Linked DNA regions of Mus musculus: regions 1, 2, 3, 4, 6 and 7 are each linked to region 5. The links are chromatin contacts, called in public HiCAR-type, HiChIP or PLAC-seq and promoter capture Hi-C maps. All regions are on one chromosome and are shown on one strand. Each heading gives the region's core, a stretch centred on a gene start, on an enhancer-like site or on the middle of the called end of the contact. The rest is flanking DNA. Distances are from core to core; before and after follow the strand shown.

Region 1 (3,536 bases), core at 411-2,910, 870 kb before region 5:
AGAAGTCAAATGGTCCATTGGGTCTGTCCCTAGCAAAGCCATGATGATGTCATCTGACTCCTCCAGGACACACCAGGCCTTGATCAGTCATTGAGGAAGATAACAGTAGCTATTTGGGGGCAGGGAGGTGAAGACCTTGAGTTCATTCACCAGAAAGTAGAGAATCTGTAGAGCTAGGATCTTGCCTCCATTTCCCTACCGATATATAAAAATTATATTTGAGTGTGTGTGTGTGTGTGTGTGTGTGAGAGAGAGAGAGAGAGAGAGAGAGAGAGAGAGAGAGAATACTCCTGCGTACTCTTCTATGCCATGCCATGCACACGTGGGAATCAGAACACAACTTTTGGGAGTCAGTTCTCTCCTTCCCTGATGTAGGGCCTGGGAATTGAACTCAGATCATCATGCTTGGCAGCAAGTGCTATTAACCATGGAGGCATCTTGCTGGCTCATCTTCTGTTTAACTCAGCATAATGCAGCAGTGGCAGCGGCAAAATTAACAAGCACAACGAAGGTAAGAGTCCAGAAAATGTGTGCATGGATACCAAACTCTCTGGCCAGGAATGGGTGAGGGTAAGAGAAAAGTGGGCGTGGCAGACTAGATTTTTCTCTTTTTCTGCCTCGCCTCGCCTCGCCTCGCCTCGCCTCGCCTCGCCTCCCCTCGATCTTTCCTTTCCTTTGTTTTCTGCCAAGGCCATTGCTGGATCAAGGAAGAAAGCAGAACAGGTGAACAGGAGCAGCCATCTCCCCAGCAGACCCAAGAGAGCATCATACATAGTAAACGGAATCTCTCCACACTGGGATTCTATTGCAACAACTGGATGCTCCCCTACTGTGTAAGCTGTCTCAGACAAACCCCACAGAACAGATGGAACAACCCACCACTCCAAACATCTCTTCCTGGCTCTTTGCTGGAACCCCAGGGGGCAAGATATCCACAACCACTAGAAACAATGTCTTCCGACTCCTAAGCAGACACTGTGTCAGCCTCCAGCCTCCCACCGGCTGCAAAGAATAAAAATAAATGAACCAAAGACCAGACCATCTTGAAACTTTTAAAAGTTGATGCCTGCATTTGTTGGTACAATGAGAATGGACAGAACCTGGACTTTGCTGGAAGGGGCCTGGAGATTGGGGGGTGGAGGTTACATTGTCATTTCTGCACAGAATAGTTCTGCATTCTGTGTTCTGTGGCAGAAAGGCAGCAAGTGCTAGTTTTGGCCTTCTGTCCCAGGCAGTACTTTGGGAGATTCTAGTGTAAAGCTTTTATGCTTTTTCTCCAGGTTCTTTCAGTTACTGTAACTTCTGCTCCAAGGGGGTGAAATTAGAAGTAAATTCTTTCTGCCTTATGCTTTGGATTCCCCAGAGTCTGAGAAGGAGTCAGATTGTCATTAAGGCTCTGCATCTCCCCAGGGTGGCTGAGATGGCTCCCCCCCCCTCCCCCCGAAGGAATACCTTCTGGCTCTGTGGTGCAGGCTAGTGGCTGGCAGGTGCTGCCCAGCTAATGAGCATGCGCCCAGCCTGGGGACCATGTTCCCCAGCCCTGCGGGCTTTGCTGGTGCAGTGTGAGCTGACTTGTAGCTGCTGTTTTGAAGCAGCTAGGGACACTTTCCCGGGCTTTCAGCCTGGTTCCCAAAGCGAGTAGTTTTACCGCCCTAAAGCAAGATGGCGCCACAGGGCAACTGGAGTCTGACTCCTGAATGGCTGCCTGCCTGCTCTACACCAGCCCAGGACTGTAATAAACTCCTATTCTAATGTCCCCCAAAACCTTTGTAGTTTATTTCAGTGTAGACTAGTACCTTTTTGTCAACAGCATCCAAGTTTGTTTTATGGAACAAAATAGTAGACGCTTAGTCCAAACTTTGAGTAGATTTCCTTTCTGGTTTTTGTGTTTGGATTTATTTTCTGCTGGAGACTGAACAGCACACTCTCACTGAGCAAGCCTTCTGTATTCCCAGCTCCACTTTGATGTTCCTGTTTTTATTTTGAGACAAGGTCTCACTGAGCTCCTTAGGCTGGTTTTGAACTCACGATTCCCTGCCTCAGCCCCGTAGCTGAAGTTCCAAGCCTGATGCTGGAGTCTGAAAGCATTCATATCTACTGCAGAGGACTGGCTAAGAACTCTACAGCTTGCCCCACTGGGGTGCGCAAGTGACGCTGGAAACACAGGGCGGTGGGGTCTGCAGTTCCTTTAGAAGATGTCTATTTACTCGGGCAGCTCACAAACACAGTCCTTCCATGGAAGTCAGGGCCTTGCCCACACAGCCTGCTTTGCTAGGGAACATGGCTGCAAAGAGCTTCCTTCTCACCTGGGAAGGCTTGGAGTTCCTGGGAAGCCTTTGGTCTCAGGTGATGAGCCACCTCAGCCAGAAGTCCCTTCTAACCCCCCCCTCCCTCTTCCTTTTTTGTGTCCCCCACCCCCACCCCCTTTCCCATAACTCAGCTCTGTTCTCCAGTTTGGGATCTGGCCCAACTGTTGTGTTTTCTGCTTGCCGCACACCCCATTCGACAGGACCCAGTGACGTTATACACTGATGAGGCACAGGGCTAAGTCGACAGGTGGCAATCCACGCCTCTTCCAGGTGAATTTGGAATAAACACAACTTTTGAAGGGTACACTTGAAACCTTTCAGGTTAGTTTAATGCACGGCGGCATTTGTTTCTGTACTTTAAGCTGAATTGAAATCCTCTGGAAGCTTAAGCTGCGTTTTTCATCTTGCTTGCTACTGTGTTGGTTTTAGGGAACAGCGTCTTTTTTTTTTCTTTTTTCTTTTTTCTTTCTTTCTACATGCACACTTTCTCCCTTTGAGACTAAAAAGTTGGGGATATCAGAAAAAACAAAACCAACCAACCAACCAACTAATCCAAGCACGTTAATTTTCCAGTCCTCAAGGTGCTAACATTTCCTTTTACAATAAAAAAAGGATTTAAACTGGCTTGCAATTCACAGAAGAGCTGTGATAGCTACGCCTGTTTTACTTGATTGACAGCCTGCTTTAGAATTACTCTTTAGGAACCAGTATCGATGCTCTTATTAACTAAACCCCAGAGTTTATTTCTGTTCCTTAATCTTTTTTTTTAACATAGTGTTTTCTTCACACACCACCCCTGAATTTGAGACAAGGTCTTGCAATGCAGCATAGGTACCCCTCAAACCTGATATCCTCCTGCCTCAGCATCTCCTGCTGATTACAGGATTACAGGTGTGTACTGTCACCTTCTTGTTATCAGTGTGTTACCGTTTTGTTTTACAGTAGAAAAGAATGCAGTTTTAAACCAGCCTTTAACTTATTGCAAGCATGTTTAGCTACTAACAGTCTTTTCATATCCCAGTACCCTGTGATACCTGCAGCCATTGTGTCTTCCTTTGGCTGTGACAATGGTTTGTTGTTGTTGTTGTTGTTCTGGGAACCTAGATACTGTTGGCATTTAGTCTCCGCCCCACAGTTACCTGGCAATAGCCAGGTGTGCCTGACTCACTATAAAAGGGGCTGCTCACCCCTCCTCTCTCTTTTGCTCTCTTCTCCCCTTGCCCTTGC
Region 2 (3,378 bases), core at 100-2,599, 800 kb before region 5:
CTGGTCTTCCCATGGGGCTGCCCTCCTCCTCAGCTTCTTCCAGCTTTTCCCCAATTCATCCACAGGGGTCCCCCGCTTCTGTCCATTGGTTGGGTGCTAGTATCTGCATCTGACTCTTTCAGCTGCTTGTTGGGCCTCTCAGAGGGTTCATTATATTTTCAACTGGTCCACAGCATATTCATATCAACTGCTGTTTTTCAGGTGAAAGCATTGTTCCTTCTGTTCTAGATGAATCACTGGAGATGTTTACGCAATCAAAAGGCTGGTCTTTCTTCACACTGAACTACCCAGAATGGGCACCACAGCCCTCGAGCGCAGGGGCGTTTGGGAAAGTGACAGTCTTTGGATCTGAGGACAGGAAGATATCCTGTGATTAGACTTCACGTTGCCATCTAGAACCTAGTTCCATGGGACAGTAGGATTAAGAACACATGCATAGTATAGTTCAACACGTAAGTCTGTGATCGTATTTCAAAATTCAGAGGCAGGTCTTTCCAAGTCAAGGTCAACATGTCAGGAAACATGGACAATGGGAACGGGGCAGGGTAAACATCTCCAAGCAAGAATAAAGCGGGGTGGGGGTGGGGCTGACCGGCCCTCCCTTCCCCCAACAAAGTAGACTCCATCAAAGGGAACAACGTTTGTGAGTTGTCATTCCATCCTTTGTGAAGGTGCGGGGCTGCTGTGGGGGTAGGAGTCCATCTCCCCGCCTGGCACGGTGTCCTAGGCATCAGCGAAGGCCTGGAAAGCATTCTACATTCGCCTGCATAGGTTCATTCACATCTCTGTGGTCCTGCGCTGGGCGCTTCCTCTAGCGGAGTAAAATAACAAGAGCGCAGACGGACCTGTCGGGATGCAGCCCGCCCTTGGGAGCCCTTTTGTTCTAGGCAATAAAAACCAACACACAGTGAAAATAAATCAAAACTCAGCATCCATATCCCTCTCCTCCTTCTCGATCTCTCCATGCTTTCAGGAAAAGCGACAGAAGCATCTTTGCTCGTTTGCATCCCTAGGGTGGGGTGGGGGCTGGGGAGGTAACAAGCCATGGGAGGCGGGCATTGTATCCACTGGGGGGTGGGGGGGACGACGCAATCTGTATTGCCAGCTGAGGCTGAGGTGGCAGGCTCAAGCAGCTTGGACTCTCTGTAGCTCCTAGCTGCCTACCAGGGTTGCGCGGAGCAGCTCCAGGTTCCTGAGGCTGAAGCCCCCGGTCGCGCGCCGCCGCGCCCCGCCCCATCGTCCCCGCAGCCTCGCGGGCTGCTGGGCTTTGTGGTTCGCCGGTGCCGCTGGGCCCCTGCTGGGGGTGTCGTCAGGAGCATGTGCAGACAGCAGCCCAAGGTAGAGCGAGCGTGCCGGGCGAGCCCTAAGACTTGCCTGGCAATGCCATGTTTGTGTGGGTGCTCTAACTCCGGGAGAGCAATTAGGGAGACGGCTCCCCGGCCGCACTTGGCTCATGTTTTCTTGTTTCTGTTTCAGCCTTCAGGATAATTCCTTCGGCAGCGCCGCTGTAACTGAGTAAGTGCTTCTTGCCCTTACAATCGACTTGCATTCCTGTCTCCGAAGCAACTATGGTGAAGGTATCCCCTCCCGCTGCCACCCCACTCCACCCCACCCCACCCCTGTCCCCAAGCCCTCTTTCCAGGCGATGCATTGTCTCCTGGATCCTGAGGCTGCGAGGCTGGCGGGGCCCACAAACCTCACACAGGTTGCAGCCAGTATTTTGGCAGCTCGGGGTGGAGGGTGCGCGGGGGTAGGGAGTGAGGAGCGGAAGCGGGGGGTGGGGGGAGTAATAAACCTAGCTTGATTGCTGCGGGAGGCTCCGTGGCCCAAAATATGCAATCTTGGAGCTTAGCTTAAAAAAAAATCTATGTGACATGTCAGAAAGGAAGCTGGGTTGTATTTTGCCAACATGAGTGTCAGTTTTCATGGAGTGCACGCAGTGTACATTTGCCCCAAATAGACGGATGTGAGCTAGCAGGAGTTTAATTCCAGCATATTTAAACAGGGTAAACTCACCTTCCCTCTCCGTGTGTACAGATTTTTAAGACACAGTGCGGTAAACTTTTCTAGATGCCTTTTTGTGATTTTTCTCGTCTGGCCACAATAATGTGACTATAGAGAAACGCCTTGCCTGACTAACAACCTAATAACAGTTCATAGTGGAGGGAAGGGAAATAATGTTTTACTCTAGGCCAGCCCGTGTGTGTGCGTGTGTGTGTGTGTGTGTGTGTGTGTGTGTTGATATTGATAGTGCTTTGTTTTTATTTTGGTCATCTCTTCCTTAGTATTTTCTTAATAGAATCTATATATCAGAGGTGAACGTGGAGTAGATTTTGCTGGCACTGTATGCAATTCACATATAGCTGGGAGTATAAACTATATGTATTCCATTTTATCGTAGGGAAATTAGTGTTTACTTCTGGGACCTTTTGGTAAAAGCTACTCGGTAAAAGCTTTTTGCAGCAGGCTGTGTGTGTGTGTGCATGCGCAAAGTTGTGTATCCCACTACTTAAGAGAATTGTGAGTTTCATACAGAGGCTACAAGTGGCTTAGAAGCTGTTTGCTAAAGAAACCTGAACAGTGACGAGAGCATCTTTTGGCTTTCAGATCCTGCCACTGTTGCAGAGACTTGGAGAGGGAGGGCTGAGGTTCCACTGTGCTTTCTGGGCCTCTTCCCCATGCACTTTTGCTTGTCTGGTTTGCTACTGACTTAGTACCCCGCTTTGAGCTCATCTAAGTGGGGTCTCTTTAAAATAAGGACCAGGTTGACTTTCAATGATTCACTATGGCCTGTCCACTGGAACCCTGGACACGATAGTGACATTGCCTTGCAATAGAAAGATAGAGAAAGAGAGAGGTGGGGAGAGATACCTGTGGGCCAAGGATGAGGCCTGAATTTCCTGGATAAGTGGTCAGGTAACATCTCTCTTTTCCTCTGGGTTCCTTGGCACCACATGTTTTTCTGGGCCTGATTCTTGGGAGTGTTGTGTGGCTGTATTCCTAGAGTCAGCCATAGTCACAGGCCCAGGAGTTTCAAGATGGAGACTTTTAGTTCCAGCTTTCATATGGTGTGTGTGTGTGTGTGTGTGTGTGTGTGTGTGTGTGTGTTTGTTATGGTTAAATGCTGGGGAGACTCTTGGTGTCTTGTCCTTGGATACTCCCCAAGGAGTTCTGATTGCATAAGATCACGTTACCCTCAGAGAAGTGACAGAGGTTCCTTTTAAAAGGCTGTGAGTAGTGTCTGGGAAGCCATCTGGCTAATGCAAGAATCTAAGGAACTTGCAACACACCCAAAGCCCCACAGGTGTGACCCGGCTCAGCTGAGGGGCGTCCTAAACCAGTGGTTGTCAAAACGGAACATTGTTCATCTTCTCCTCT
Region 3 (3,184 bases), core at 343-2,842, 720 kb before region 5:
TGATGTCGACCTTGGTGTCCATCAACTGATTGATATCCACCGAGTGATTGATTGGTTATCATCAACTGATTGGTATCTACCAACTGATTGATTGGTATTCATCAATTGATTGGTTACCTCCAACTTATTGGTTACCTCCAACTGATTGGTGTCCTCCAACTGATTGGTGTCCTCCAACTGATTGGTGCCCTCTAACTGATTGGTGACTGATGGCTAGATTCTTCTAGAAACTTGGTGCCTTTGCTCTATCTGCTTCTCTTCTCAGCAACCTTGAGCTCTCTCTCAGCTGCTGGAGTCATGTCCCAGCAGGGAGAAGAGGGCCACGGAAATCATCTACTCTCAGGCTATGCTTGCTGCTTTGGCTGTTAGGAATCACCTCTGAGGGCAGACAGTGTTCATGTCAGCTCGTGAGCGTATCTGTGCCCGGTGGAGAAGGGACCTGAGTTGCTGAGGTGCCCACTGACTTCAGAATGTCTGAGAAAGTTTCAAACATCCCTCGGGGGAGCATCATGTGAAAAACACTGCTGCCATGTCAGCTCAGTGGCTAAAAGCAGTGGGGAGAAATTGGTAGAGGGATGCGGGAGGAGATACTTGGGTAGGTAGGCATACAAGAGTGTATATAAGGCAGAGTGTTGTGAGTTAGAGGCACAATGTGAAGGAACAGGGGTTGGTATGAGGGTATTGAACATGCATGAAGAAGGATATGGGCCAGTCAGAAGTAGGGGTGTATGTGTGAAAGAGGAGGAAGAGTGGGGGGTCTTGTTAGTATGGGAGTGGTAGGTAAAGAGATGTGCTTGTAGAATAGGGTATGTAAGTGGGGGTTGAGGTTGGCATGAAAATGTACATAGTATGAGCATTTGGGGGTTAAGGTATGTTAGAGTATATGTATGTGTGAGTGGTATTGGAGGCAAGGTGTGTGGGGGAGGTGTGTGTGTATGTGTGTGTGTGTGTGTAGGTATGTGGGCCAGGCGGGGGTTGGAGCTGTAGAGTGGGGTGCTCCAGCGTGTGCCTGCGTGGCATATGTGAGGGGGCGAATAGTGTAAGAGTTGCCGATGTTGGAAGGTTTGGGTAGGGAAGAGGACCAATGGCCCTGCTTCCTGTGGCTGCCCTTGCCGCAGCTGGAGGGAGGTGGGCGGATTCGTAACCTGCTGAGCTGTCCCGCTGTGGCCTGGAAGTGCCCAGCCTGGACTCAGGCATGATTCATTTTCACCTGCCAGGGGAATCAGTTTGCCGGGGCTGCTGCATCAGAAGTGCGTCAGTCTGCATGACTTGTCCTTACTAAGAACCTGGGAGAAATTAAAAATGCGACACGAGGGGGTAGGCGGGAGATTGTACTGTAGGCTGCAAAGGATCAATTGCTCTCCATCAAGTAGCTGAGTTAGGCTAAAGGGGCCAGCGCCAGCTCCCAAGACTCCTTTCCCCAGAGGAGGCAGCTGCAGCATCCCCCACCCCTCACCCCCGCCCCCTGCAAGAGAAGTAACTTTAGAAGGCGTGCTGTAAAGCTAGGTGAAAGGGCCCAGAAGCCCCTCCTAGATGCCAGGCAGCCTCTGCAGCTGTAACTCTTTGTGTGCTGCGGTCTGCCGCAGTCTGTGTCTTGGAGGGACGGTGGCTTTTATGAATGGTAGCCTGGGAGTGGCCTAATGTCTGGCTCCTGATGTCAGCACAGTGAATGAACAGTTGCGCGGAGGAGCGTAAAAGCCCCAGCACTTGCGAAGCGGACACCTTCTGAGATTGGCTCTCCAGATGCAGTGTCTCTTGCTGACGAAATCCCAGGTCCCATGTATCACGGATAAACCGTATACGTTAGGATTGTAACGAGCCAGAAACTGAAGCTGCTGAGGACCATTGTGCATCTGACTGGGGACCAGCAGCTCCTTTCCCCGAGAAACAGCTGCAGCTAGCCGAGACCCCTTTCCTGCCAGGCACCGGACGAAGCTGCCGGAGAGCTGCAGCCCCCAGAGCTGTGTGTTAAGGCAACCGCTTAGCTGGCTTCATGTTCTGCTTTTGTTGGCAGAATTCCTTGCTGAAGCTCCAAGCCCTCGAGTCTGGTCTGTGCTCCGCGTTTCTGACGACCCAGGAAGAAGATGGCCAGGTGCACGGAGTTAAGGACCCGGCCCCAGCTTCCACGCAGAGTGCGCCTGCCGACAGCGCAGATCCTGCAGGTAAGAGGCAGAGTCTGGGGGATGTCCCGCGTGGTACTCAGGAGACAGCTCAGCCTCCGCCTGGACTCCGGACAGAAATGATGCAACATCAAAGCCCAAGCCTAGGAGCTGCTGAGGGGGAACGGGAGGTTTTAGGATTAGTTGCCAGGCAGACTTTCTTAAATGGGAGTCAGCTGGAAGCATCGGGTTACAACTTCTTGCAATTTTTCTGGTTGCTCTGTAATGAGGAGTAGTGTGTTCTACTGGACTTAGATGGTCTGTACTATCTTAAAACTTAGCATGCGTTTGGGACACTGAGGACCAGGGGAGTTTCATCTCCTCTGTTCACTCTCTGTATAACTGATCTTACGCTGAGTAAGCAGGGATGAGTGGTTAGCTCTGGGCTCATTCCGATCGTGTATCCTTGTTCCAGCTTCTTCTGCGTCTGATTTTTTTCCCCCTTCGGTTTTTCTACTTTCAATCCTAGGGACGGCTGTTTGGCTAGCCAACAGAAGGCAAATTAATACTCTCAGGAAGAATTCCAGAGGAAGGAAATAGCAATTTACCTGAGGAGGAAGTTTATCCTTCTCTATACAAATCTGACAGAGGCTTGCAGCCGGCTCCCTGGATTGAGGGCGGGGCCTCAAAGGGCTTAGGGAAGCTAGCTCTAGAAGAGGCCTGTAATCTCCAGGGTTTAGAGGAAGAGATTGGAAATGGCAATCCAATTCAGTAGCATGAACAGCAGTCCTTACTTAACACACTTCTGTTTAAGAACATCTCACGTGCCCTAAGCAGGCCGGATGGTCATCTGCAGTGTTGGAATTTGTTTTAATTAACAGTGCTTATAGGAGCTGCTAAGGGTAGCTAGTCCTGTTACTTATATTCCTATGATCAGGGAACTGTTTATGCATTTTTATGGTAGTAACTTACTGAAGTGAACCATGGAGCAATACTCGTGGCCATGAGGACCCTGAGGCCTAGTGGGACATAGTAAGTGTCAAAAGACTGCCCTGTGGCCACATGTCATTGACAGTTGATGGCCT
Region 4 (3,504 bases), core at 12-2,511, 640 kb before region 5:
CATATACAGTTGAACATTTTCACTGATAATCGTATTTCCATGTCAACCGGTTTTATATGCAGAATTTAACAATTATTTGGCCAATCAGCAATCAGACGACTTCTTTACAAATGAAGTTTTATTCCAAATCACTGAAACAACTCTTATCCTCCAACTAGCCCAACACACCATTCTGTGCCCAACACTGATACTCTAACTAGCCCAACACACAGCGCCGTGCCCACACTGCAGAGTACTAGCTAGCTAGCACTTTAACACTCGGACCCTGTGATCAGTCATTTCCTTTTCGTAGACTGCCAACTTTAACAATAGAGTACTGACACATCAACACACAATGGTGTGTGCTGCACACACACCGAATCTCAGCAAACGTAGAGGAAGGACCAATATCCTGTTCGGATTTTTGACAGCCTCATAATCCCTGCCCAGAACCAAGAGCCTAGTGTCTGTCCTTGGTGCTGAAACGCAGCTTTTCTGTCCCCGACTAAAATACTAGGAGGCTCACCCCAGTTAGACAGACACTCCTGGGGTTCAGAGGTTTGCAAGAGAATGGGTAAGTTTTTGTTCAAGCCTATCCAGTCTAGCCTTCGCGGTGGCGGGTAAGTCCCTGGTCGGGAGACCCAAGATCTGCCTGCTGCAGAATAGGCAACACCGGGCCGCGGACCCGAGAGGCGCCCTCTCCACCGCGGAGCATTCTCCCGCGGATCCGAACGGTTCCTTTTCCCCAGTGGAGCCCTCTCCCGCGGACCCATTGGATCCCTCTCCCCCGGTAGCCTTCTCCCGCGGACCTGAGCGGCGCCCTCTCCTAAAGACCAGAGAGGCGCCCTCTTCCCCCAGCAGCCTTCTCCCGCGGACCCGAGAGGCGCCCTCTCCCTCCAGCAGCCTTCTCCCGCGGACCCGAGAGGCGCCCTCTCCCAGGGACCGGACACCTCCGCCCGCGTCCTTTTGTCTCCCGCCGGTGCCTCCGTTCCTCACCATCACGGTCGCACAGCTGGATGGCCTCCAGGCTGAGGTTCTTGATCTCCTCACACGGACTACTGGGGCTGCTGAGGGCATGGTCCAGGCGCGGCACCTCCATCTTCGCGACCCCGCGTCGAAGCCAGGCGCCAGCGGCCGGCGGGGCGAAGGGCGGGAAAGGCCTGAGAAGGCTGAGGACGAGGGCAACCTCCGGTCGGGAGTCGCGGCCGAGGCGGCGGCGGCGGTGGTGGTGGCGGCGGCGGCAGCGGCGGCAGAAGCTCCTTCGAGTGCGCGGCTCGTAGACTGAACGCCGGCCGGCGCGAGCGCGGGAAGAGCGCGCTCTCGCCTGAAGGGAGGGCCGCGCACGCTCACGGGGGCGGGGCTGGCGGTGGACGCGCCTACCTGCCTGCACCCGGGCCCCGCCCCTTTCCTACCTCTCGCAGACCCCGCCCCCTGCCTGCCGCCCGCCCTTGCGCACACGCGCACGGAGGACAGGGGTCCGGGGTCGCGCCTACCTGCCTGCACAGGGCCCCGCCCCTTTTTTACGGCACGCGGACCCCGCCCCCTACCTGCCGCGCGCGCGTACGCGCACGGACGCGGACGCGCCCTCCGCTCTCCTCTCTAGGGCTCCGCTCCCAGCCAGTGGCGCGCCCACGCTCTGACACGCCTCCATCGCTGCCCTTGTCCTGGGGCGCGCACCCGCAACCTACCTGCGGGCGCGTAGACCGTACCCCCCGGGGCGCCTGTCGCGCGCACGCGCATGCGCGCCCCACTGCTTCCCTGCGCATCCCGACCCCGCCTGCCGCGCGCACGCGCCCTCGCTTGGCTCTCCCGCGCGCCTTCTCCCGCTGGAAGCGAAGGAGGATGGAGCGCGCGAGGAGCGCGGGCTGTGGCAAGCTGCTCGGCGCGTCGCGCTCGCCCGGCGATGGCGGCTAGGCTCTTTTCACAATGCCAGGTAGAGCCGGACGGCCACCCCGGGCTGCGGCGAGGCGAGCGCGCGCCTGTTGCTTGTTGAACACACATTGGGAAACTGAGGCCCGAGCCGCCTAGGGTTCCCGGTCCCCGCTCTGCGCGCCCAGCCGCCGTTCCTCACCAGGCCCCGCAGTGAGCAATGAGCGGCCACCTGAGGACTGCACCGGGCAGCGAGCGCGAACTCAGGTCGGTGCTGCGGGACAGGTGAGGCTACACAGGATGCTGGCGGCTGGCTGCTGAGGAGGCAGCTTCCGGGTGACAGCCACTTGTCAGCTTGCCTCCTCACCCACTCAGCTAACAAACAAGTCTTCAGTGCTCTCCCTGGGCCCGGCATTGTTCTGACTGAAAAATACAGGCTGAAACACATCACCTGTTCTTTGTTACCCTAGAAAATGAAAGGGGGACCTGTGGTCTTCCAGTGATGGCCATATTTGCACGCCCCATTGCTTTCAGGAGCACCTAAGATATTTCAGTGCACTCTGATGGTGCAAAGGTTTTAAAAATAAAGCCTATATAGATGACAGCCTGTTGGCCTCTGTTCTCATTTACTGATTCGGAATGTTATTTTGTTTTTCTTGGTATCACGGGATCAAAAGAAGCCCCTCTCCCCCTTGTATTATTTATAGTTATTGGTAATAATTTATGTTCCATGTTTACTCATTTTCCAATTTCAAACATTGATATTCACCAATAAAAACAATTTACATATAGATTACTATATGCTGCCTTTTCTAGTCACATCCATTTAGCCATAAACAACTAAATCTAGTTAATTGATGTCTCATAAAATGGAAGGCCCCGCTTTAGATAAAATAAACCCGTGAGGAAATTTGGCACAATTGAAGGTTGATAAACATCCGTGTAAGGTAATTTGGTATCATTAAGTGAAATGTCCTCGTTATGAACTTCGGGATTAATGAGATGGACCTTTGTTTTGAGCTGGGAAAAACATTCCAGTATCAAGGTAGGAGATACCTTAAGGAGAGAGTAAATTACTGTTTGTCAAGAAAAATGGTGAATTTCTTATGTTCAAAAACCTAGATCAGCAGAACTAGATATTGACAGCCAAAGCACAGTGGGTTCATCTTTCAGAGAATTCTCAGATTTATAAATCACAAGAGGAGCTGCAAACTACAAAAATAGCTTACCCACAATTGAAAGATATAATATGTATACATTAGAACTTTAATTCACACAAATATTACAAGTGTATCAGGACAATATACCAGGTGCCGAGAATATATATCCCAGTTGGGGTCCACATTCAGTCAACTGTGAGCAGGACATCATAGGCAAAGAAAAAGTATTAATTACTTTTCCACTACTATTACCGAATTGCTAACATGTCTGAGAAGTGAAAAGGTTTCCTTTGGTTCAGTTTTGATATAGTCAGTCTATCTTAATGAGGAAAGCCATGTTCACAAATGGCAGATGAGAAAGTGTATATAGTGGCAGGAAGCTGTCAAGGATAATACACTCCCAAGGACCTGGCCCAATGACCCACTTCTTCATCCAGGTCTCCATTTTCCAGATCTCCATTTTCAAGTTCTCCAGTCTCCCCAATAGCATCAACTA
Region 5 (3,214 bases), core at 250-2,749:
TTTGGTTTTTTTTTTTAAGATTTACTCATTTTATGTATATGAGTACACAGTGGCCGTCTCCAGACACACCAGAAGAGGGCATAGGATCCCATTACAGATGGTTGTGAGCCACCATGTGGTTGCTGGGAACTGAACTCAGGACCTCTGGAAGAGTCAGTGCTCTTATCCACTGAGCCATCTCTCCTGCCCTCTACATCTTATTTTAAAACTATTTTTCTCATTTATATTTAAAGAACTTCTATTAGTTAAAAAAAAACTTATACAGACTACCAAAGAAAATGACTGTACTAGATGCTCTGGTAATGCAAATCAAAGATTGCAATTAAAAAAAAAATCATATCAGAGAAGATCATAAGCCCCAAACTCCTTACCTGGGTGTTTAGCTTTAAATTTGGGTAGCTGTTCTGTGGAAAATCGAAGGTATGAACTCATAGGTTTCTTTGGATAGCTACCCATGCTGGAAAAACACTTCGGAATACAGACAAGACTACACACAAGTAAAAAGAACGGAATGTCAGATACGTGTAACAGTCATACACAGATCTCAGATTCTAAGTACAAAGTCAGCCAAGGTGCTGTACATCCAACACCTCCACCTAAAATGCTAATAACTAGCCCAGCAGTTGTGGCACAGGCCTTTAATCCCAACATTCTAGTGGCAGAGCAGGTGGATCTCTGTTAAGTCAATGACAGCCTAGTCTACAAAAGGAGTTCTAGGACAGCCAGGGCTATGCAGAGAGACCCAATCTTTTAAATTAAAAAAAAAAAAAAAGTCAACCAATCAACCAAAAAAATATATAATCGTAATAACCTTTGAGTGCATTTCCCTTCCCTCTGCTGTGCTAAGAATTCAATTAAACGCAAGGGGCTTCAGCTGTATAAGCTCCATAACCGACTTACTTTAACAACCTACCCTAAGCAAAAAAATAAAAGAGGTTGCAGGGCTGAGGCTTGCAAACAGGGCAGGTTTGGGTGACCTAGCCAAACCAAAGAGGGGTGAAGCAAGTCCTAGCATCATGGGTGACCTAGCCAAACCAAAGAGGGGCCTGCAGGGCTAAAACAAGTCGTGGCATCCTGGGTGACCTCCTGGCAGCGTCCGGGCGAGCGTTCCGCGCCACAACTTCAGGGCCCGCCTCCAAGGCAGAAGGAGAGCGCCCTAGGCGCCGAAAGGTAGAAGGTGACAGGAAGTGGGGTCGGGTACCAAAAGGCGCGAGACCCCAGGCGGCCCGGAGGACGAGGGTGGGACGAGGGCAGACGGACGCCTGAACGAACGGCGTCCCTCGCCCGCGGCCTACCTGATAGACGAGGGGATGCGACCCCCGCAGCCCGCGCACATCTCGACCCCCGTGCGCCCCAGTGCTTTTAGCACGCTCCACATTCCCCGGAACAGCGCCATCGCTCGGGCCGACGAATGATGGCCCGGCGCCGTCCGGTTCGTCTCACGCAATACGGTGCCTATGGACTGCCACACTACCAGCGTGGGAACTCCGGGGGCTTGTTATCATGCCCGCCGCGCGCGGGGTACTGTGGGAAGCCCGGACTTCCGGTCCGCGGCAGGAGGCGGGGAGGACAGGAGGTGCTGTGCGTCCCCCACCGCTCAGTGGGCGGGGCCGGGCCGAGGAGGGGGCGGAGCCTGAGGCTAGGGAGGGTGGGCCTGGTCTAAGGTGGGTGTTGCTGAGCGGCGGCTTACCCCCAGGCCCCTGCCATGTGTTCTCCTGGGCTGCCTGCGTGCTGTTGCTGGACCATGGGCCTGGGCTGCCTACTGAGCTTCGTGACGCTGGTGCTGCGGCTTGTGTCACAGTGCCTGGCTACTGAAGTTAGAGATCCGTGGTACTGCTGATGCCCCAACAGCAAACTGCATGTTTCATGAGTCCGCAGGAAAGCCCACAAGGCTACTGGAGGGGTGGAAGAGAGGGAGGAGTGGTCTTGAAATGGATCGCCTTATTTATCTTCTCTTTAACAATTAATAGAAAGGAATGAGGGTTCCCAAGATGGCCCAGAGCCTGGCAAGCTGAGTTCTATCCCCAAGACCTACATGATTAAAAGAGAGAACCAACTCAAACAAGTTGCCCTCTGACTTTGACATACACACACACACAAACATGTACACAAAAGGAAATGTGTCACGAAAAAAAAATTAATAAACTGAACCCAGCTTGATGGTGCAGGCCTGTAATCCCAGCCCTTGGGAGGCGGAGGCAGGCATTCAAATTCATCCCCTGCTACATAGCAAGTTCAAAACTACATGAGACCCTGCCTCAAAACAAAAACCCAAACAACTAGCCCTCATAATAGCAACAAAGCAAGAATATTCTTCACTTGATCTTCTCCAAAAGGCTGAGAAGCGATAGCAAAAATATTCTTATATTAATACCTGAGCAGGGCATGCCAGAGCCCTGAATATTGTTTCCCACTTTGCAGATCACGTGGACTAGATGAGCTTAGCCAGCCAAACCACTGAAATTGTGGGACCAGGATGGACTTGAGGTAGTGTACAGTTTGTGTCCTACAAAAAACTCAATTTTTGTTTGTTTGGTTGGTTTTTTTTTTTTTTTTAATTCAATGGCATGGAAAAGATTAGGAAGATCTAAAAATGGTCAAGGGCTTCAATCTGTTAAAATATGTTGCTTAAGGTCTGGGAATGTGGCTTAACTGGTAGGGATGCCTGCCAGGATGCACAGAAAGCCGTTGGCTTAGATCCCCCCCATAAGCCAGGATCCTCACATAGAGCAGGCATGGTGTCTTAAGCCTCTAGTTCCAGAACTTGGGAAGCTGAGGCAGGACCACAAGTGCAGGGTTATCCTTGCCTACAAAGTAAATTCCAGGTCAGTCAGGCTAGAGACTTTGTTTCAAAGGTAAAATAAATAAATAACATTTAAAAATAACTATGTCATCCATCAGGCTCAGAGGTGAATGCTTTCACTCCAATCACTCTGGAGGTAAGAAGTGGGTAGAGATCTGTGATTGAGAGTTTGCTCTATATACAAGTTCCAGGTCGGCCAGAGTTAGCATGGTGAGAATATACCTAACAACAACAGCCTCTTCTGCTGCCTACCTGTACTTTTTTTTTTTTCTGAAAAGAAAGCAAAATCTTACTAGTGTAACACTGAGCTGAGAGTCTACTTCCTTTCTGCAGCTTTAAAACATTGTCTCCTTCAAGAGACAGAGGACCACACCCACTCCTCTAAACCCACTCCTTCTAAGCCCAGTTTAC
Region 6 (3,428 bases), core at 754-3,253, 990 kb before region 5:
GGGCATGAACTGGCCTGAGTAGACAGGCCCCTCCCACTTACTGTTAAGAGACACTGGGAGCAGAAGGGAACAAACAGCCTGTGCTGATTTCACACAGCTGAGGATGCAAATAGGCAGGGTTTCCCAAACAGTTTCACAGACAGTAACTTGTTTGATCTGCACGTGAGGGCATCCGCATGTACTCTGGCAGCTGGAATCTATGCAGATCAAGGAAAGCTTTCCAAAGTACCTGTTCCTGAAGCACAGAGGGGGAGATGAGATAGGTTTTCAGGCAGCTGTAGATACCGTGAGTGAACACAAGTCATCCGTTCTAAATGAGACCACCATCGGGAGTGGATACAGAGCCCCTTTCTTCTTCACAAACACATTTTTAGGATGCTGACAGCTTTTCCTTTCTTTTTCCTCCCATAAGGTTTTTGTTTGTTTGGATACTACCTGCCTTCCATGGGCACTGTTTTGTTATTGTTTTTAATTGGTAGTGTTTCTTTTCAGATGAGGTCTCTGTAGCCCAGGCTAGCCTAAAATTCATTATGTAGCCCAGGATGGACCTGAACTCCCAGCGATCTGCCTCTTCAATTGGGTATAGGTGTGAATCACCACAGTGGGCTACTGTTACTATTAAGTATTTTTCTGATTTTTCTTCCACTTTGAGTGTGTGTGTGTGTGTGTGTGTCTGTGTGTGTGTTTCTCAGCAACAGTCCACCTTGGTTTTGAAGAGAGGGTCTCTAAGTGAGACCCGGAGCTTTCTAATAAGGGTAGCCTCTACCTCTTTGGTGCTATGGTTTTGACAGCAGCTGCAGTCATGCTTAGTTATACTTGGGTGCTGGGGGTGGCAAGTAAGCTCTCTCCGGGGACAAGAATAATATGTTTGAGAGGACTTCTCCATAACCTGAATAGAAAGGGGGTGTTGGAGAGAAGCGCTAAAGCCACTTCTCAGGGTGGTGGGCATGGCCAGATTCCGTACCTTTTCTGACTTCTCAACCCTCCCCCACTCTCCACGATGCAGGCAAGATTCTGAAAATATCATAGATAAGGAAATAAGCTGAAAAGACCTAGGTGGCTCAACTCTTAACTTTGCAGGAGGTAGTCCTTGCCGCCTAAGAACGCAGGCTTTGCGTGGTATGAAGGGAATTCTCACGCTGTTAGATAGACATAGTTCTCTTCAAGAATTCAACAGACAGAAAGTTAATGGGGCAGAGGGTGAGCACACGCCACATTGCAGACATATCCCTGGAGCGAACGGTGTCCACACATTCGTTAGCCCCTGGAACCCTAAAGTTTTCTGCAGTGGGCTTCGGTGACAGCGCAGAGAGCCATGCATGGTAGGTAGCTCCAGCGTGAGTTGCTTTGCACCACAGCTAGTGACAGCCTGGTTCTACTTCAAGACACCTGACGGTCTTCACATAACTTCTCCCTCCCTCTTCGACCTCCTGGACACCCGCCTTTCCCGCGGAGTTGTCCCAAAGGAAAGCCCTTGGCATCTTATACTCCCTACTGCCAAAGAGTACCAACTTCACAAAGTTCTAGGTTTCTAGTTCGCTTTCCTCTGGGATCTCTGCCCACGAGTACAGCTCTGGCCAGGAGGCTCCCAGCGACCCAGGGAAGCCAGGGAGAGCAGGCGACCCTTGTATTCAGTTCCACACAGGCTCCTCGCAAATGCACACGGTGCTTGGCGGGGGGTATGCGGGAGAGCTTCGGGAGACCAAGGGGACTCGGGTCCGGCCCTCCCCCCACTCCTAGCCGGGCCTTAAGCTACGGGTGTAGACGCAGCGCCCCTACCGCCGGCTTTTCCACCGCCTCCATCTCCTCCTCCTCCGCCTCCTCTTCCTTCCCCCAGCGGGCGTGCAGTCTCAGCCGGTTCAGACTGGCCAGGGTGCCCCTGCAGAGGAGATCTGAGAGTGGGACCACCCCGGGAGTGACTTCCCGGGGTGGGCGGTGGGGGTGGGGAAGGTGGAGCCGGCCGGGCGGGCTGCACTCCATGTGTCCCGAGGGCAGAGGGCGGCGGCCGTATATTGCGCGCAGCGGGACTGCTCGCCCAGCGCAGGGCCCGGATCAGCAGCTGCGGCCGGAGCTGCGCCCGCGGCCCCAGCCGAGGCCGGGACTCAGGTAAAAACCCCAGGAACTGGGAAGGTCCCGGCGGGAGCTGTCCCCTCACCCTGCAAACTGCACCGAAAGGAGGCGGTGCTGTCACCCGCGGGTGCACAGCTACCGGCCGGCTTCTGGTCTGCCCGGGCTGAAAGCGTCCTGAGAGCGCCGCGGAGCACTCTGCACCCTCTTCTAGAAAGAGTAACTGCCTCTGCAAAAATACTCGTAGGGTTGCCTTTTGCAGGGAGAATGGGGGAGATGAGAGCTCGGATGTCACCAGATGAGTCTCCTGGGATACCTTCTACGTGTGACCCAAGTGGGTCCTCACTTCCCAGAAGGCCGCTCCCGAGGAGGTGGGCTCAGGTGCTGGGGAGAATCCAGGCTGGGGCGCATAGGTTTGGTAAACTGCAAGGACAGCAGCTCACGTTGCGGGCAGATCCTGCTGGGTTCCGGGCAGGGCAGCACCCGGGCTGCGCTACAGGGTGTAGGAGCCTAACGGCCAGGCGGCTCCTCCGCCACCTGAACAAAACTTAGAAGGATTTTGGTGCGCATGCCTCAGCTCTGGTTCGCCTAGGGAACCCTTCTTTGGTTTTAGCCATGCACAGAGGCTTCAGGGGAAACAGCAAGCCATGGAACTTGACCATCAATCAGGTCGGGATTTTACTTCGTTCTTGGAATGTCAGGTCTATGCAGCACAAATGATCCGGAAAGTTTAGGCAGTGTTTACACTACAGATATTATTTACATATTATTTATGTTGATATCTTACTTGCCTCATTGGGCCCATCTGATGGGCTACAGCTCAGTGGTAATAGTTAGACATCTTGACTTGCCCAGATTGGCATGTTCACCTAGAGCAGAGCAGAGCAGAGCAGAGGCCACTCAGATACTCTTAGGCAACAGACGGAGTGAGCTAGGTTGGAGAAAGAAAGGGTGTGCCGATTGGTTACAGCCTCCGTTAAACACTTTGTGAGCGCAGAGAGTAGTGTCGGTACCCATTAACCACCCTCGACTAGCAAATAGAAATTAGACAATAAAATCTTTTCACCTGCCAACTGGCAATAACTTGTATATTCAGCACCGCCGATGTCCGAAGAGCAGGTTTCCTTGCTTCCCATCCTTCTGTGTTTGGGTAAGTGGAGAGACAGGGATCCTACTCGTCTCTAATGAAGGTTCTATAGAAAGGGCCAGGGGCGTGGTAAGATGGCAAAGAGTGACATTAGGAACTCTGGACTGGATTTTTAAATTTTTTTTCTTTCTTTTCTCTCTCTCTTTCTTTCTTTCTTTCTTTCTTTCTTTCTTTCTTTCTTTCTTTCTTTCTTTCCTCCTCCTCCTCCTCCTCC
Region 7 (3,106 bases), core at 606-3,105, 750 kb before region 5:
TTTTTTTTTTTTTAATGTCAGTGTGACAAATGATCACCATGATCACCAACTGTGGCCTAAAATAACACTCTTAGGTCTTTTAGGTTAAAGTGAGAAAAGTATGGCGTCCTGTCTGAATGCACAGAAGGTCCTATGATGGGCGCAGGCAAAGGCTGAGGTTAAGGACATCTTGGGTGGTTATTACACTGTACCTTTTCAGGAACAATTCCTAAAACATTTGTTGGGGGAACTCTTTTTAAAAAAGTTTTGAAACTGTTATCTTGATCTCCTCTTCTTGTAAGACTCCCATGGCTGTCTGGAATGTTCTCTTAGCCACCTCAGGTTATTTTAGCCTCCTCACTCCACTTGGCCTCCTGCCCATCTGCCCTTCCTGCCCCCGTCCTACATCCCTCAGCAGTACAAATACAGCGCCTATGTGGATGTGTAGTGAGGGGACACATTCGACTCCCACAGTGTTGTAAACGATTATGAGTCTGTTTTGAAAAATCTAGAGTTTTCAGCTTTTGTTTGAAAACTTCCAAGAGTGGGGCTGCCTGGCGTATGCATACCTTGCCTCGGTATGCATACCTTGCCTCGCACAGATATAGTGATCAGACAGTCTCCCTGACCCCGCCCCCCATTTACTTATGCTGGCTACTTGGCATTTGATTAAGGATGCCTACTTCAATCCTCTTCCTGGCAACTGCTCATCTTGCGAGCTCCAGCTAACTCCTCATCTAGAACGCAGAGGCCAGCAGTGTTTTTTTTTGTTTGTTTGTTTGTTTTTTTTTTTTTTTTTTGAGACAGGGTTTCTCTGTATAGCCCTGGCTGTCCTGGACCTCACTTTGTAGACCAGGCTGGCCTCGAACTCAGAAGTCCGCCTGCCTCTGCCTCCCGAGTGCTGGGATTAAAGGCGTGGACCACCACGCCCGGCCCGGCCAGCAGTGTTTTAAAGACCCTTTTCTAGTTGACAGTTTACATGTTACCACGGACTTTTGGTGCCTCTGAGTACTTTTCAGATGTTTGGCTACTCTGGATGCTCCTCTGTGTCTGGTATTTAACGAGATCAGTACACCTAGAGAATTGCTTTTCCCCTCGGAACTAGAAAGCCCACCAATGGCTTACCACACACAACCCAGAGAGGCTGTGGCTTCCTTCGGTTCTCACTCCCGTGGGTTCCAGGGCCAAGACAAGAACTGTAAATCAGTTTAGAGCAACTGCATGAATATGCATCAGTTTAACTGAGGTTTATTGCTAAAGCCTATGCCTTCAGCTATGAGAAAAGAGGGGGAATTCAGGAATCTCAGAGACTGCTAATGAAGGTGGGGATTTCTTCCCCAGCCCAGTGAATTTACTTTGGAGAGTGATTAACTCACTTGTATTTAAAATACTGTATTAAAATTTATGACAAAATTAAGCCTTCAGTGTCATTAAAGACCTCCTCTGTATCAACAGGAGCTGTTTCTCAGCAGCATTGGTATTAATTAGGCCGGTGGCTAAACTGGAAGCTCACTGGCTTCTTTATCTGTGAGTCCCCAGTTTTCCAGGGAGCCGTGGACCCTGCGCAAGCATAATAGCCTTTGATGCTTTTCCTGTTTCTCTGTTTGTGATCCTTTAGATGAAAGGAAAGCCTGAAAGCTTTGTTGCTTTTTGGAGAGAGGAAGTTTTCTTGGCAGCTACTTTTCCTTGGGGGGAATAAAGCCTTTTATCTTTTGTTTTGAGACAGTGTGTGTGTGTGTGTGTGTGTGTGTGTGTGTCTCACTAGTTGTTTTTATTTAAAAAAATTTTTTTTTAAAATAGAAGTGAGCAGATTCCTAATGAGTTCCGCTTGAAGGAGAAAAGATGTTTAAGAGGCGAGCGAGCGGGACAGAGCTTTCTAGCAATACAAAAGGAGCTATCCCCATGCGCATGCGTGGACTGTTCCAGGGCAGGGGCTCTGAGCATTCCCACACCTGCTTTCTCTTTATTGAGCTACTTGGGTTCTGTTTGGTGTTTTGTGAGAAGGGCAGGGATGAAATAGAAATAGCAAATAGCTTCTCTTACTGATGTCAAGACTCCCTAGTACACGCTTGGGTCATGAGCGGGTTCTCTGGGGTGTGTTTCAAACAGCAAGTCCCAATCCCACTTCCTTCCTCCCCTATAGACACAGACCAACCTGTGAGATACAAGAACATTTGCATTAAGAAGTTCATGGTCTTACAGGTGACCTTGCTCGTCTTGGTCTTTTTTATTTTGTTTCTTGGCTAATGAGAGCAGAGTCTCATTAGCCATAAGTATTCCCAAAATCACTCCATGGCTGAAGATGCCCTTGAACTTGTGATCTCCCTGCTTCCGTCTCTCAGGTTCTCTTCTAATATAAAGAGTTGGTTCTTCCAATGAATGGTTAAGGCCCTTTTGGCTCTCATATTGAAAAAGCCCACTGCTTTAGCTGTGTAAAAGCTTAGACATAGATGGACATTAGTTTAAGAATACTGGTTCTCACTGACACAGATAAAAATATTTCCCTCCTCTTGTTATGGAGACCAGAGTTCCACACGAAGTCCTTGCACTGATTGAAGAAGACTTCGTGATCATTACGGGAAGGAAACCCTGTAGGTATTTTCTGCTTCCCATCTTCCTCCCCCTCCTCCTCCTCTAAGAAACCCACCCTTGGACATTTGATACATAGTTATCACTTTTATCTAACATTGGTGTGGTACAAGGCAAAGGGACATTTATTAACATTGACAGTAATAGTAGTAATAGTAATTAAAATAATAATAATAATAATAATAATAATAACAATGTTGGAAAATGTAGAAATTCATCCACATGTTAGTCTTGTAATCTTTCCACTTATATAGAACCACTATTGTAATGTTCACTTAGGCCTCGTTGCTACTGTTTCAATGTTGATGTGAAAAAGAATTGTGTGTGAAAGAGAATTCCTGCTGGAATGATACTTGATTCCAGTTCAGACCAGTCTCAGAGTAGACAGGACCACCAAGAATACTTTCGGAGCACAGAATACTTAAATGTATCCACGAGTTTGTTCAAGGTCAGAGAGCACCAAGTAGGCTGATAATTATCACAAGATGAGTTTGCTTCTGTCTAAAAGGAACAGTCTTAATTTCTAGAACTAAGCATT

Evidence for each region. Promoter capture Hi-C pulls out the DNA fragments that hold promoters and counts their contacts. HiCAR-type assays count read pairs that join an accessible place to other places. HiChIP or PLAC-seq counts read pairs in DNA pulled down with a chosen protein or histone mark.
Region 1: a promoter capture Hi-C map of hippocampal neurons shows a contact between it and region 5, with 2.7 times the contacts expected there. The contact joins the enhancer-like site here to the promoter of Tfam in region 5. A contact is called at or near these places in 8 of 39 promoter capture datasets (the 3T3-L1 cell line, 3T3-L1-derived adipocytes, the C10 cell line and 4 more), 14 of 484 Hi-C or Micro-C datasets (the AtT-20 cell line, adipose-derived mesenchymal stem cells, cardiomyocytes and 10 more) and 1 of 115 datasets of contacts at active chromatin or transcription factors (astrocytes).
Region 2: a contact with region 5 is called in a HiCAR-type map of astrocytes, with 4 times the contacts expected there. The contact joins the promoter of Fam13c here to the promoter of Tfam in region 5. A contact is called at or near these places in 8 of 39 promoter capture datasets (the 3T3-L1 cell line, 3T3-L1-derived adipocytes, cranial neural crest and 4 more), 4 of 484 Hi-C or Micro-C datasets (cerebral cortex, cortical neurons, embryonic stem cells and 1 more), 5 of 115 datasets of contacts at active chromatin or transcription factors (astrocytes, embryonic midbrain, embryonic stem cells and 2 more) and 1 of 9 other capture datasets (embryonic stem cells).
Region 3: a contact with region 5 is called in an H3K4me3 HiChIP or PLAC-seq map of forebrain, with 5 times the contacts expected there. The contact joins the enhancer-like site here to the promoter of Tfam in region 5. A contact is called at or near these places in 2 of 39 promoter capture datasets (3T3-L1-derived adipocytes and hippocampal neurons), 1 of 484 Hi-C or Micro-C datasets (cortical neurons) and 2 of 115 datasets of contacts at active chromatin or transcription factors (astrocytes and forebrain).
Region 4: a contact with region 5 is called in a HiCAR-type map of astrocytes, with 3 times the contacts expected there. The contact joins the promoter of Phyhipl here to the promoter of Tfam in region 5. A contact is called at or near these places in 10 of 39 promoter capture datasets (the 3T3-L1 cell line, the C10 cell line, cranial neural crest and 5 more), 12 of 484 Hi-C or Micro-C datasets (adipose-derived mesenchymal stem cells, cranial neural crest, embryonic fibroblasts and 6 more), 14 of 115 datasets of contacts at active chromatin or transcription factors (PVALB interneurons, VIP interneurons, astrocytes and 11 more) and 1 of 9 other capture datasets (pancreatic islet).
Region 6: a contact with region 5 is called in an H3K4me3 HiChIP or PLAC-seq map of embryonic forebrain, with 5 times the contacts expected there. The contact joins the promoter of Slc16a9 here to the promoter of Tfam in region 5. A contact is called at or near these places in 2 of 39 promoter capture datasets (cranial neural crest and hippocampal neurons) and 2 of 115 datasets of contacts at active chromatin or transcription factors (astrocytes and embryonic forebrain).
Region 7: an H3K27ac HiChIP or PLAC-seq map of stem cell-derived neural progenitor cells shows a contact between it and region 5, with 4 times the contacts expected there. The contact joins the enhancer-like site here to the promoter of Tfam in region 5. A contact is called at or near these places in 6 of 39 promoter capture datasets (the 3T3-L1 cell line, 3T3-L1-derived adipocytes, cranial neural crest and 2 more), 1 of 484 Hi-C or Micro-C datasets (cortical neurons), 2 of 115 datasets of contacts at active chromatin or transcription factors (astrocytes and stem cell-derived neural progenitor cells) and 1 of 9 other capture datasets (embryonic stem cells).

Annotation. Positions count from the first base shown.
Region 1 is chr10:70,367,296-70,370,831 of GRCm38.p6, forward strand. No RefSeq gene overlaps it. Among named protein-coding and RNA genes, the nearest start is that of Fam13c, 72 kb to the right of the region's middle. Within about 2 kb of position 1,661, at least 55 of the 459 cell types and tissues checked have an H3K27ac peak or open chromatin away from gene starts, as enhancers often do. A contact at or near this core is called in cerebral cortex, cortical neurons, embryonic stem cells and 1 more, where this site is marked.
Region 2 is chr10:70,439,561-70,442,938 of GRCm38.p6, forward strand. Fam13c (family with sequence similarity 13, member C) reads left to right here and starts at 1,350. Exons shown (of 14, transcript NM_024244.4): 1 at 1,350-1,515. The coding sequence starts at 1,454.
Region 3 is chr10:70,518,764-70,521,947 of GRCm38.p6, forward strand. Fam13c (family with sequence similarity 13, member C) reads left to right here. Exons shown (of 14, transcript NM_024244.4): 6 at 2,015-2,162. Among named protein-coding and RNA genes, the nearest start is that of Phyhipl, 79 kb to the right of the region's middle. Within about 2 kb of position 1,593, at least 147 of the 459 cell types and tissues checked have an H3K27ac peak or open chromatin away from gene starts, as enhancers often do. A contact at or near this core is called in astrocytes, cortical neurons, forebrain and 1 more, where this site is marked.
Region 4 is chr10:70,598,030-70,601,533 of GRCm38.p6, forward strand. Phyhipl (phytanoyl-CoA hydroxylase interacting protein-like) reads right to left here and starts at 1,262. Exons shown (of 5, transcript NM_178621.4): 1 at 976-1,262. The coding sequence starts at 1,078. It overlaps D630013N20Rik (RIKEN cDNA D630013N20 gene), which reads right to left. Exons shown (of 4, transcript NR_045292.1): 4 at 3,020-3,504.
Region 5 is chr10:71,236,545-71,239,758 of GRCm38.p6, forward strand. It overlaps Tfam (transcription factor A, mitochondrial), which reads right to left and starts at 1,500. Exons shown (of 7, transcript NM_009360.4): 1 at 1,296-1,500; 2 at 372-487. The coding sequence starts at 1,396.
Region 6 is chr10:70,243,273-70,246,700 of GRCm38.p6, forward strand. It overlaps Slc16a9 (solute carrier family 16 (monocarboxylic acid transporters), member 9), which reads left to right and starts at 2,004. Exons shown (of 6, transcript NM_025807.3): 1 at 2,004-2,106.
Region 7 is chr10:70,483,561-70,486,666 of GRCm38.p6, forward strand. All of the region lies in intron 4 of Fam13c (family with sequence similarity 13, member C), which reads left to right. Among named protein-coding and RNA genes, the nearest start is that of Fam13c, 44 kb to the left of the region's middle. Within about 2 kb of position 1,856, at least 40 of the 459 cell types and tissues checked have an H3K27ac peak or open chromatin away from gene starts, as enhancers often do. A contact at or near this core is called in astrocytes, cortical neurons and stem cell-derived neural progenitor cells, where this site is marked.